2 separate regions of the Anas platyrhynchos genome follow, and region 2 is linked to region 1. The links are chromatin contacts, called in public Hi-C maps. All regions are on one chromosome and are shown on one strand. Each heading gives the region's core, a stretch centred on a gene start, on an enhancer-like site or on the middle of the called end of the contact. The rest is flanking DNA. Distances are from core to core; before and after follow the strand shown. Region 1 overlaps KCNE2 (potassium voltage-gated channel subfamily E regulatory subunit 2). Region 2 overlaps KCNE2 (potassium voltage-gated channel subfamily E regulatory subunit 2).

Evidence for each region. A called contact is a pair of places that touch in the nucleus more often than the background predicts.
Region 2: a contact with region 1 is called in a Hi-C map of F5 follicle, with 2.0 times the contacts expected there. The contact joins two enhancer-like sites. A contact is called at or near these places in 3 of 8 Hi-C or Micro-C datasets (F5 follicle, skeletal muscle and small yellow follicle).

Annotation. Positions count from the first base shown.
Region 1 is chr1:111,208,553-111,214,644 of IASCAAS_PekinDuck_T2T, forward strand. All of the region lies in intron 2 of KCNE2 (potassium voltage-gated channel subfamily E regulatory subunit 2), which reads left to right. Among named protein-coding and RNA genes, the nearest start is that of KCNE2, 12 kb to the left of the region's middle. Within about 2 kb of position 2,804, at least 2 of the 8 cell types and tissues checked have an H3K27ac peak or open chromatin away from gene starts, as enhancers often do. A contact at or near this core is called in small yellow follicle, where this site is marked.
Region 2 is chr1:111,282,646-111,288,737 of IASCAAS_PekinDuck_T2T, forward strand. The region is part of intron 2 of KCNE2 (potassium voltage-gated channel subfamily E regulatory subunit 2); the gene reads left to right. Among named protein-coding and RNA genes, the nearest start is that of SMIM11, 21 kb to the right of the region's middle. Within about 2 kb of position 2,351, at least 5 of the 8 cell types and tissues checked have an H3K27ac peak or open chromatin away from gene starts, as enhancers often do. A contact at or near this core is called in small yellow follicle, where this site is marked.

The DNA.
Region 1 (6,092 bases), core at 1,554-4,053:
AGGCCTTATTTACTGCAAACCATCTAAATCCTGCAGAGACTCCTCTCTAATTGATTTCCTCAGCTCCACTTTGATTTAATTTATGCCATTCTACAGTATGCAAGCACTAGAGATAAAATTCACCCTCCTGCAACGAGTGGAAAAAGCTTATGCTCCCTTGGTGGCTCCCCTGCAAGCTCCCTAAAGGGAGGTTGAGGGGAAGTCTAGTGGTCAATAGTCCTTGGACTACAGAGGAACTTCATCCCTGTGTTTTATGGGTGGCAGCGGTGGGCAGGCACTACAAGGCTTTGACCATCATTAGGAGAATCAGTGGGGCTGCCTGAAGTGTGGAGGTGGCAGAGGTCCTGGTGGGTGTTTTGGCCCTGTGGATGGTGGTCAGAGGGACCCCTTCCATTGCATGTTAAGTCCTCCAGCTGGACACGAGCTGCAGGGTACACAGACATGTATAGGTCAGAGGGGAAAGCAGAGGGGTTGTCACCCTACCGTGCATGTGGGTGGCAATGTATACACAAAGGCTGTCTGATAGGTGTGGTATCATTTAATCCTCACTGTCTTAGTGGGCCTACATTCAGGATTTAGCATAAGGTGATATAGGAAGTAACATATAATTACTATTAGAGACAGATTAGGGTGAGAATAAGAGCAGTAATTTAGCATCGATGAATAGCTGTTGCAGGCAGCGTGTGTCAGCATAGAATTAGATATGCAAAACAGAGGTTAGATGATCAGGAAATATTGGAGGTGCAGAGAGGAGACAGACGAACTGGGCCAAAATGGCAGAAGACTTTTTGCTAGTCAAGCAGCCAATAAACATATATTTTTTTTGGCCTTATTTATATTAGAACAAGATCATACAATCATATGCAGGCTTTAGCCACCCACCCCATCCGTTCAAAGGTCTGGGGCCAGGAGGCAGCGTGACCTCTTCCCCATCTCATTCCTCTCATCCTCAGTTTTGCCCAGAGGGCTGGGATCAGCCTGTAGGGTTACAGGGGGAAAGACACAGCCTTGGTGTGAATGGTTCTCCTGCTCCCCCAGGCCAGGTCAGTGCAAGCTGTGGTGGTGCAGAGAAAGGTAGAGGTGTGGACATCTGCGTGCCCCACAGAGGCTCAGCTGCAACCAGCAAGGCAGCTCCAGGCTTCCTTTGTGCCTGTCCCGAGCAGTAAATGAGGTACCAGATTGCTGTGTCTTGCGTGCAGAAGCTCAGCAGGCTGAGAAGCTCTTTCCATCTCCTGTCCTTCTCAGAGTGGGGTCCTCCAAGGAAGGCTGCTGCTCAATGCACCACAGGAGGTGACCCGAGAGGAGCCTGCGGTCAGTACTCCCTGCCTGTTAGCAGGGGTGGAGGCAGCCCCTAATAGTCTGAACACTCAAGTGCATTGATAGCCTGCTTAAAATAGAGCGGCAGGGAGTTTTACGACAATCCTGCAGTCTCTTGGGAAACTCTGATGAGGCAAATGGTTCAATGCAAATAAAACCAGACAGGTCAGGAAGAAGCTTTTCAAGCATAAAATACCAGGCCCAGAAATATCAACTGAAAAATGTGCAAACTTTTTTTGTTTTTTTAATGTGAAGTCTATTCGAAGTTAGCCTTGCTGGTTGTAACCATTTCCTCAGCCCCCACACAGCAGTCTGTCTTCATTTGCTGCTATGTTTTGTTTAGAATCAAAGCTTTCACGGACTGCGATCTATCTGCTTTATGTGTTTATAAAGCTCCATGTATGTCTTGGGAGTTGTTTGAACAGTAATATTAAGTAAATAGAAGGTAGTTTGGGCTGAAATGTTGTAAAATATACACTTCAGAGTCCTGTAAGGTTCTTGATTAAGTATCTATTTGATTTGGGACTGCACCTGTGTGTGAAATCAGATGACAGAGGTCCAGGTGATCTCTCAAACTGGAAGCCAGATGTGTTGTGAAGCTGTTTTCATTCTTATTAAGCCCCTGGTGCAGTCTGAAGGGCTAGTCTTTCCCAGACTTCTGTGGTACAGGCCTGGAGTTTTCAATAAAAGTAGTGTAATGAAACTACAGATCAGAGCATCTGCTCTTTTTTTTTTTTTTTTGCTGAGATAAATGACAGTTGTTGATAAACTGGGTCATCTGAAAAGTGTCGGGAGGTGGGATTCCTGTTACTGAACTTTAGAAGTCTGGGGGTAGGTGTCTACATCAGAGCTGCTCCCCTGAGGACTTTGTTGCCCTAATTTTGGTACCTGCTTGAGGGTGGGATGAATCACGCCCTGCAAAGCACCTCAGCTGGCTGACTACAAAGGAAGCCTAGCTCAGCGGTTGGCGATTGCAGTGGGGGAAGCCAGTATTTTGGATAGGCAAATCCTGAATCGGAGGTTTTTATGCACAACAATAACCTGATTGATATTGTGAAGGAAAATTTTGTTTCCTTTTGCCTTTCACAGCAGGATGAAGGTGATGGGATCTCTGGGATATACAGTGTATTGTTTTTTCCTAGGATGCTTTTGCTTCTCTGGAGTTGGTCCTGGAAACAGTGCTAAGAACTGTGCAAGGTAGAGCTTATTTGCTTATTTTTACAGGCTTGTAATTGGGAGTATCATAAAAGCTGTCAGAGGGCATATCTTCATGGGCAGGTACAGGCTAACTTCTACCCAGAAGTCAAATATCTGCATCAGCACACCTAGCTAAGAAGCCATCCTGGAGAGCAGAGAAGACCTGAGCTCTGTCTGTACATGTCCACACAGGCATGATCTGAAGTGGTTGTCTATGAAGGATGGCAAAAACCTACTGCTGGAATTGAGAAAGGTCTGGATCCAGCTTCTCTGAGGTACATACAAAAGGTTACACACAGTGAAATACCGGGCAACCAGAAGCGCCCTTGATGTAGCCTGAGAAGCTACATTACAGGAAATATTTTAGTGATGAGGGAGTAAGAGTAGTTAGGGGCGGAAGGGCTGTGGAAATAGCAGAGAAGCAATCTTGGAGAAACTGTCGTGATTCGTAATAGCTGGGCATTACAGGGTAGCCAGAGTCAGAGCACTCCCAGCAGGTACAAAGCCAGCACCAAGCCCCCAGTCTCTCTGTCTCACTGCTGTTCATAAAAGCAAGCAAGGAGCTGAGGCACACGAGGCACTCTGAGACACTTCTGGCAGCGTGTCCGTGGCACAAAATCGCTGTTGTGTGATCTAGCTAGCAGCAGCGACCGTTCACAGCCTGCCCACACAACCATGCCTTCAGCTGCTACGTGACCTGGCAGTGCCGAGCGTTCACATGACTGAGGGATGAACTATGGCCTCAGAAGATGCAAACAGAATATAGCATGTGATATCGAGCTGTTTATAGCAAGGTGTTACTAGTTGCCTTGAAGCAAAATCTTTGCTCCATAGTAATCTCCTCACACAGTGAAAGGGGAGGAAAAAATAGATGAGGCCTAGTCAGAAGATAAGAAATGTGGGCTGAGACGTTCTCTAATTGCAAAATGGAGGGTCTACAATCAGAGGCAGCCTCTGTACACGTGAGAAAAAGAAAGCCAACAGACAGAAATGGTTATGTGTGTCATCATGAGAAAAAGCAGAACTGACAGAAGGGGGAGACTTAGTAACTGTGAGCAAGAAAATATTCTGCTGTCATTTGTTTCTCTTTTTTTTTTTTTTTCTGGGAAATAGGACTTTGTGGGCATACTTTGTAAATAGGATCTCACCAAAGAATCTCTCTGATGTTGTCATTAATTTTTTCCTCCTTCCATAAACAAGCCTAATAGAAACTAGCTCTAATAGCGCGGTAAAATGTGCCCTCAGGAAAAAAAAAAAGAAAGAAAAGAAAAAAAGAAAAAAAAGAAAAATTGCTTGAAGAGAAAAATCTTGGAAATATGATTTGTGGCACAGTTTTTATTTAGATCCGGATGTAGGATAAGATATAGCCATATTTGGCTCAAATTCTTGACATGAGATTTAGAAGAGAAAAAAAAAAGGGGCCCCATCTGAACTGAGGACCTGAGAAAACTTAGGTTCCAGGCATATCCATATGAGACTTTCCAAGATAAATTAACAGCAGTCCAATTTGTAGATGTTCAGCTGGACTTCTTTCTACGGACAGAGATGTGAAAGAAGGCTAAGAACACTTCACACAGCTGTGTGATTTTCCAGGGGAAGTGAACCTCCATTTGTAGCAGCCCACCAGGAGAGCAAGCAGAAAAAAAGGTAGAATTCAATCGCTAGGAACCCCTTTAGTCAAGATTTGCTTCTGGTAGGCATCAAAAGCAAAAGGCAATTATAGCCTGGTCTATGATATTTTTCAACTCTGTTGAAAAACATTCAAACTTTGTTATATTTGATTTAGAAAACAAGAGGATAACGCAGAAATTCAGGAAGGCTGTTCAGCTGATTGCTGTTGTGGTGATGAAGAAAGAGTGGCTAGAAAAGGGTTGCCATCTCTTTAAAGCTGGCCAGGAGAGAGACTCACAGCAGCCTAGGGAAAGGTCCTTGGAACCAAGCTGCTGAAGTTCAGCTCTTGTGTCCAACGGTGGCTTTGGGTCTGGGAACTGGGCAAGAACAGAAGACATTTGTCTACTGAACAGGCAGTAAGGCTATGAAATGCACAGCTGTGACAGACAGCAGTTATATATAGCCATTTCTTGGAGCTGTTAGCAGTCAAGAGAGCACTGTTCTTCAGGGCCTTGAGTTCCTGCCTGCGTCTTAGACTGTGGGAGACAACAGAGTCAGTGCGAAAGAGAGGGAAGGCTGTTTAAAGTTGCCTGATAAAGCTTCGGGCTGGAAGAGCTTTTTATTAATCCGTTATTCACTGTGAGTGCTGCTTATTGGCGCACAGATGAAACACCTAAGATTTGGCGGGGCGGGGGGAATCCTGAAAGCTCTGCTTTCTCCCAGGGTATGCAGTTCATTTCTGCACATAATTGAAAATTGGCCATGACATCTGCTGTATCTGTCAGACGCTAGCACAGACACTGACAATTAGCAAACTTTCTCATGCAGTAGCTGAACACGCTGGTCGTTACCACAGCTGAGATTAGAACCAGGAACCACATGCTTCAGAGAAGCAACTCCACCACTGTGTGATGTATGAACCAAGAGGAGGCTTCTTTCTAACCTTGCCAGTGCTCAGCTCGCCGAGGACGAACTTCAGCTATTTTCTCACATTCAGCAATCCCCATGTTCTTGTAGGAAGTGGGAGGTCTAGACAAATGAAAGATTTTAGGCACTCCTATTTGGGGAGCACCCGAGGGAAGGACTGTTTGAGTAATTTGTTTGTACAGTGCCTAAAATAAAGGGGGCCTGATCTGTAGTGTTAAGGGAATAGAAATAATAACAGTAGTCTTTCCTTTTTCAGTGGGGGCTCCTTTCAGGATGAACATAGAACGCAGTAGGCTGGATTTGGCCTGTGACAGACTTGTAAAATTCTTTTTCTTTTTATTCTTTTTATTATTATTTTTAAGCTCTGTGTGGATAGACTCTTTCTGACATCTGAATATGACTTATGCTCTATCGATGTGACAAGTGAGGAGGAACGTGAGAGCTGGCTCTGCCTTTGGGTATAGGCAGATAGGTTTCTGTTGAAGACGGAGGGTTGGACAAATGCATCCAAGTGGGGAGTTTGAAGTACCAAAATTACATCCTGCGAGTTCTGAGTACACAGTGACCACACTACAGGTTGTTGATTTCCAGACCTGTTTTATAGCTGGTGGTTTTCTCCGTGTGACAGACAGGAGATAGCCCTTCTCAAGGACTCTGACAGTCCTGGCTTTGTACAAATGCTTTATCTTCAGAGGATGCCCGCATGTCATGGGGCATTTATTGAGATGTGAAGGCACTGACTTGAATAATAGCTGAGCACTCAGTGTTCCCAGCTCAGCTGGGCTCCCCTCTGCTGGATTTGAGGCACAGAGCGGGAGGGAATCGAGCTGTTTGGATCTTCCTTTTTGTTCAGATATAACTGCACAGAGAAGTAAATGAGTGCTTTCAAACTGAGTCCTGTCACTCCTTAGTGATGAAGATGCTGGTATGTGCATTGCTGCGTTTTCCTCCTTTAGCGCATTAGCAGTTCATGCTACAGTGGAACTGCTCCCTGCTGAATTTCACCTGAGAGGCAGCTGCTCTTCATGGGGCAGGGTCAC
Region 2 (6,092 bases), core at 1,101-3,600, 74 kb after region 1:
TCCCTGCACACTGGGGACCAGCTCAGAGTGGTGAGCGACTCCAGCTGTTGTAACCCAGCCTCGGTATGGGGAGGGAGAAGGTAAGGAGAGGACATATAGCAGTGACAGGCTTGGCACAGAGATCTCCCCACTTCCTTTCTTTCCCCCCCTCCTTTCCCCTTCCCTCACACCACATATGTCTTGCTTAATCAGAAGGGAAGGGATCAAGACAGCTCAAATTAGGCACCAAATGGAGAAAAAAACTCCACAGTGATCACTGGGGCAATTTGCAATCCCTGAGATCATTCATCTTCATTGTACCCATAAGAGATGGGTCACGATACTGGCAGAAAGGCTGGGAGTGTAATCACAAGCCACATGCTCTCCTGGCCTTTTTTCTTAACCAAAATAAAAGTTAAGCCTAGAAACCCTCTGCTAATGGCAGTGACTTCGGGTTAAGAGCTATTTGCCCTTTCACATGTTAAACAGTCAGTAGTATCAGAACCTGTAAAAGAAAGTACAAGATGCATCCTTCTCTAAAAATTACAAAAATCGAGAGGGTTATAAAACAATGGAGCTGAAACAGAGCCCCAGGGCCCTCACGGAGCATGGAGCCCTTCTGTCTCCATTTCAAGATGTTCCCTGACCCTGATGGCCTGATTGCTTCTGGCTTAAGGGCTCAGCCTTGATATTAAGAACATAGGGTTGAGCCTCCAGCTGCTTTGCCTGGCTTCAGTTCCTGAAGCCATAGACATGGCGCCTCAAGGAGCACGCTGATGGAGTAACCTGGCCAAAACAGAAATATGCTGATCCATCCAGGAGTGAGATGGCCTGAAAGAAGAAATCCCACTGGACATGGTAGCTATGGTCCACTCTTTGCTGTCTTCCAGGAAGGACTTTCAGTGTGCTGCTGAACAGCAATGCAGACGTTTCCTATGGTATCAGTCCTCCAGCCCTGTGTAGTCACTGTGTAGACTCTGCTGCTCTATGCCACTTCACTTCAGAGCCACTTGCTCTCCCTCATGCACTCCATAGCCTGTGTGAAGCTTCCAGTGGCCTTGTGATCAGCTGGGGAAGGCAGGATGCAGGATTTCTCTGCAATTTAGGCCTGGATGGACAGTGAACAGGTTATGCCATTAGGGGCAAAACTGAAGCAACTTGCTCACATGAGATGGGGTAGGTGGGGCAACTGCAATTTTCCCAAGTAAGACAGTCTTTTCCATTAGGACGGCATGTGCAGGGAAGGATTCTGTGTTTTGCTGTGCCTCTAAGCTGAAGGCCTATGTGGCAATGGAGAGAGTGAACCTTTGTGTTCACTCTCTCCATTGTGTTGTGTGGATCTGATCCTAGGAGCTTATCCTCTGGTTTTCCACTTTTGTAGATGTGGGGCTGTGTCCCATGGCTTTCCATTGGGCTCCTCCACCATGAGCCATCAACGTACAATTACACTGCTGAAAACCAGACTCACTGGTTACCTTCTTTTTCTGGAGCAAAAAAAAATGGCTAATGATCAGATGACTGGTTAGCTGAAGAATCCTTGATGCGAAATGGACTGATGGAAGAGCTAGTGATGTGACCTCAGTAGGTGGAGGCATGGCACGAGCGCCTTGCTGAGATGGGGCTGGTGGTCTGGCCCTACATCTTTCTGCCCAGAAATGATGATCTGAGCCACAGAGTAACTATTGCTGACTGGGGGTGTACCTGTAGTGAGATGAGGCCTACTGTCACAGCGATGTGCTGACATGCCACTCTGAGAGCTGTGAGCTTTCCTTCAAATCTGCTGCAATCTGCTGGTGGATTAACAGTTATCTTCCTCTCATCTAAGGGCTTTCCTGTCTGTGGGCTTCCTGAAAGTCTTTATAATCAAGGAAGAAGTATCTTGCCCTATGGAAAGTTGTTGCTCTTGCTCTTGGTTTGAAGGTGTCCTTCAAACTTTTTCTCTGTGCGTCACTGCTCTCAAATTTGCCTTTATCCCAGTGAACAGTCTGGCCAGGGATCTCTGTGTGCCTGGTGGCTGTTGATGGTCTTCACTGTGAAACCATGGTCCTACATGTACTTATTCCCCCTTTTCTCCCCACCCCTTTCCCCATTTTAGCAAGATGATATGGGCCTCATCTGACCCTAGTGCTCCCACCCTTGAATACCAACCAGGTGGGTGGCAGGCCTGGCTGCAGATGAGAGGATCCCATGTCCTCCTTGAATTGCCCAACTTTTGAAGAGACATGCTGTGTTTGAAAGGGCAAGGGAAGGAGGTAAGGTGTCACGGCCCACATTGCTCTGCCCTTTCAGATACACGATAGTAACCTCTGGCGTTCCAGAGTTTGGGAAAACAAAACCCCACTGTCTCCTTATTGCACAGGCTTGGGAGTGTGGTCCAGTGCGGCGATAAGAGACAGCCACGAGCCTAATCTGGTTCAGGTCTGCTGCGTGCCTGCTGTGTGGTCTTGGCAATCGGGTCACTTTTCCATCTGTGAAATGGGGCTAGTGGTGCTTACCTTTGTTTTCAGGACGTTTCAGATCTCAGCACGAAGTGTTTTATGCAAATGAGGAGGGTTTCTGGTGCTATTTCTTAGTAATGAGCAGCAGACCTTGAATTTTGACCTTTACATGTTGTTTTTTTTTTTTTTTTTTTTTTTATGTACTCGCCTCACCGGGCCTGGACTGAGTGGACTGGTAGCAATTGAAGGTCAGGACTATTTTCCTGCCAGCTCTAACCATATAAGTAGGGGTTACAGCAGCGCTGGAGGGGGGTGTATTTATGGGCATGCAGATGAGCTACCACTTGGAAGCCTTTCTGCGGGTGGATGGAGGGATGGAAGTGCAGCTCTGTGGGGACACGGTGTGGTCACTCCCGAAAACGGCACCTGACGTGCACGAGCTCAGCCTCTGGCTTTCTCCTTTGCTGTCTGGATATAGTCAGAGTGCAAGAGTGAAGGTGAATCTGTGGCTTAGCAAAGGCGAGTAAATAGAAGTGCCAGCTCGTAGGGTTACCCAGCCGTCGGCTCCAGCCTTTTGGGCGGCCAAACTTTGACGCTGACTAGGTTGTAAACAGGAAGAATATCCATGCAGTTTTCTGCACTTTGATTCTTGATAACTTTGCCCTCGTCTTCTCAGCCAGACTGAGAGGAAAGGCTAAGTGCATTTCAGCCAGCATAAGGCATGCCTTCTTCTTCCTGGCTCCATTGGTAAATGGTACCAGATTCATCTAGGGGTTTGCCTGCACAGTAACCACGTGTGCAAGTGTCTCTCTGTGAGTGCTAACCTAAGTGGCAGAGTTATTCCCATAAAAGTTGGCCTCATCCATACACTTCAGTGTCCTCAGTGTGCTTACAGCTGCAGCAACCCTTCCATGGGAACTTCTGCAGCCTCTCCAAGATTCAGGCCCCATCTTCAGTAGATCATAATACACACTACATACCTCAAACCTGAACCTGGGCAACTGATTCCAGACTCCCTGTGGTTTACCATCTAGCCAGAAGGATGCTCACATGGTTACTGTGTCAGCAAATAATTCTTCATCAGCTCCAGTGGGCCAAGCCCAGACCTATCCTTATCTACTGTTGCCACTGTCTGGGTTTCTGAATCAGAGCAAGTCCTGAGGAGGCACTTGGCTTTGATGACCATGGGCTAACCTCTCTTTTAACTTGTTCATATGTGCACCCAGGAGCTCCTGTCAAACCCTTGCAGCAGCTGGCAGTAGCAGCAGAGGGAGACTGCCACGCTGGAGCATGCAGTGCTCTCCAGAATACAGCAGCAGTATTGTGTTAGTACCCCCTCCGGACTGGATCCATCACCATGGCAGCTGGCTGAAGAAACAGCAACAAAACAAGGAAATCACCAACTTGTTGAAACTTAATGGCTTTAGGTTTGGATGAGATTTTGACAGACCCATCTCACAGCTCCTCAGTGGCCCAGGCATCATGCAGACTGCACCTGTGCTTCCTCCTCCCCCTTCCCACACACCAACCTGAGACTCCATCCCCTTTCCGAGAGGAAGATGAACTGTTAGAGTTCTGTCTGAGGTGGAAGACAACTGTATTCAATAATAATAATAATCATCTGTAAAAGGGGATTTCTGTGTTCTGCCTACTTGCCATTTTGATGCTGTACAGGCTGTGATTCTAGACCCTATTTTGCATATGCATTTGAGATCATTTCCTTGATTACAGTTGATGATACCATAAAAATTACCAGGGACATTGTTCTGGGATTATGGCTAACCTAGGAAGAGCTCAGGTACACAGTGATATGAATTAGGATCAGATTCTATCACAAAGATGGCTCTAAGCTCCTGAATTCCTCCTGTTAAATGGGAGAGTTGGTTTCAATCGATTATTAATGATTCCTGACACAGTATCTGATCTCCAGTTCCGCAAAGTTCAGGATGGTTCAGATGAGCCTTTGGTCATCACTCATCTCATGAACTTCAGCTACCTGTGATGTGTCATTAATGATCAATTAAAAATACTGCTTACCTGTGAATATAGGGACCGTTGTTTAAAAGAGCAAGGGCAACTCTAGGACACTGCCAGATTTCTCAGGCAGATTTTCATCATCCAGGTAGCATGGATGTTAGGTATAAGGTAGGGCATTATGTAGGAATGAGAACTCTGATGCAGATTATGTGGAGGACAGGGTTCATAAATCTCTCTACGGCAAAGTTATCAGGGGTCAGTGGGTGAGCAGAGACAGCCACAGCTGAGAAGACCTAGGCTCAGCCTTCTGTCCCATCAGAGTCACTCAGTGACCATAAAAAACACCCACTCTGTTTCTCAAAGCAATTGCATTTCCTAGCTCCCATTAATTTTAATTGTATTACACACCTCATTTTCCTTGAAAGTCTTTGTTTTCAGTTCCTTTCCTGAAATGCGGTTAGCAAATTAATGTTTTCATTTGAGCTGCTCAGGTACATGGTGGTCCTATTACCCAAAAAAGTCCCACAGACAGCAAGAGAGCACAGAGTGCAGTCCTGCAGATGTGGACCTCCTTGAGGCTGCTCTGTGTGGGTAGCCAGGCTCTGTCTCTGGGTGGTATGTGTCTGTGTCCTTCGGAAGTAATGTTCTCACCCTTCCTCAGACTCGTATCAGCTGTGAGATGCTACAGGGTACAGCTCATGCTGTTCCTGCCTGGTGAGATAAAGCTCCCTTCAAAGTTCCAACTTGTTAAAGAAAATCTCACACCACATGCAGTGCGTCTGGAAGCTTCCAGATTGTTTAGCGTTACATGAGCAAAACTGTATCTGTATTTTCAGCAAATATCTTCTAAAAAGATAGAGCTTAAAAATACATTGAGTTTGTCAAAAGATTCCAGTGAAAAGAGCTTTCACTCTAAGACTGAGCCGGTCTTGTGCTTAAAGCAACATTGAGACTTCCAGACAGAAGAGTACCTATCAGTGCAAGGATATTAAACAAAATGCCTGTAGCCTAATACTGGTAGAACATCACTTTTTCTTCTGTGGCCATTTCTTCACGGCCGTTTCTTCATGGTCTGCTTCTTTGTCTCATAGTCCTCAGCTGCAGACAGAAAGAAATAGGAGGAACCCATTTTGGGTCACCTTAGAGTGCTTTTGCTACTGGCCTGATATCTGAAGGGAAAGATAAAGTGTTTGCTACCTTAATAAGACTGCAGTTGGCCCTTCAAATAGGAAATGGTATTTAGAGCAACAATGCCAGCTGCGGTTGAAGGGATCTGCATCATCTCTGGTATTCCGTGTTCTCTGAGAGAAAAAGCAAGGGACATCTCATTGTTCTGCTCTGTGGAAAACCATGTATCTGGAAGAGATTAAATCCACTTTTGCTTCACTGGCAGGCATTCCAAAGACACAGATATTTTTATATCTAATCAGCTTCCTTGTCTTCTATGATGACATTTAGCCAGAGATCCAGGTTAGGCACAGGGCTTTGAGATGTGTGCCAAATACGGTCTGATATGGAGCCTTTGAAGTAAAAAATGTGAGTGATCTCCCCACGGGTTTGGTCCTCCTGATAAATGGGCACACAGATGACACACCACTCTCTTCAACCCATTACAGAGCACTTATCTGGTGTGTTAGCTTTAGGGTAGTTCTTAGCTGTAATGCAAAGGTTTACATATCAAAACTAAAATCTGACCAG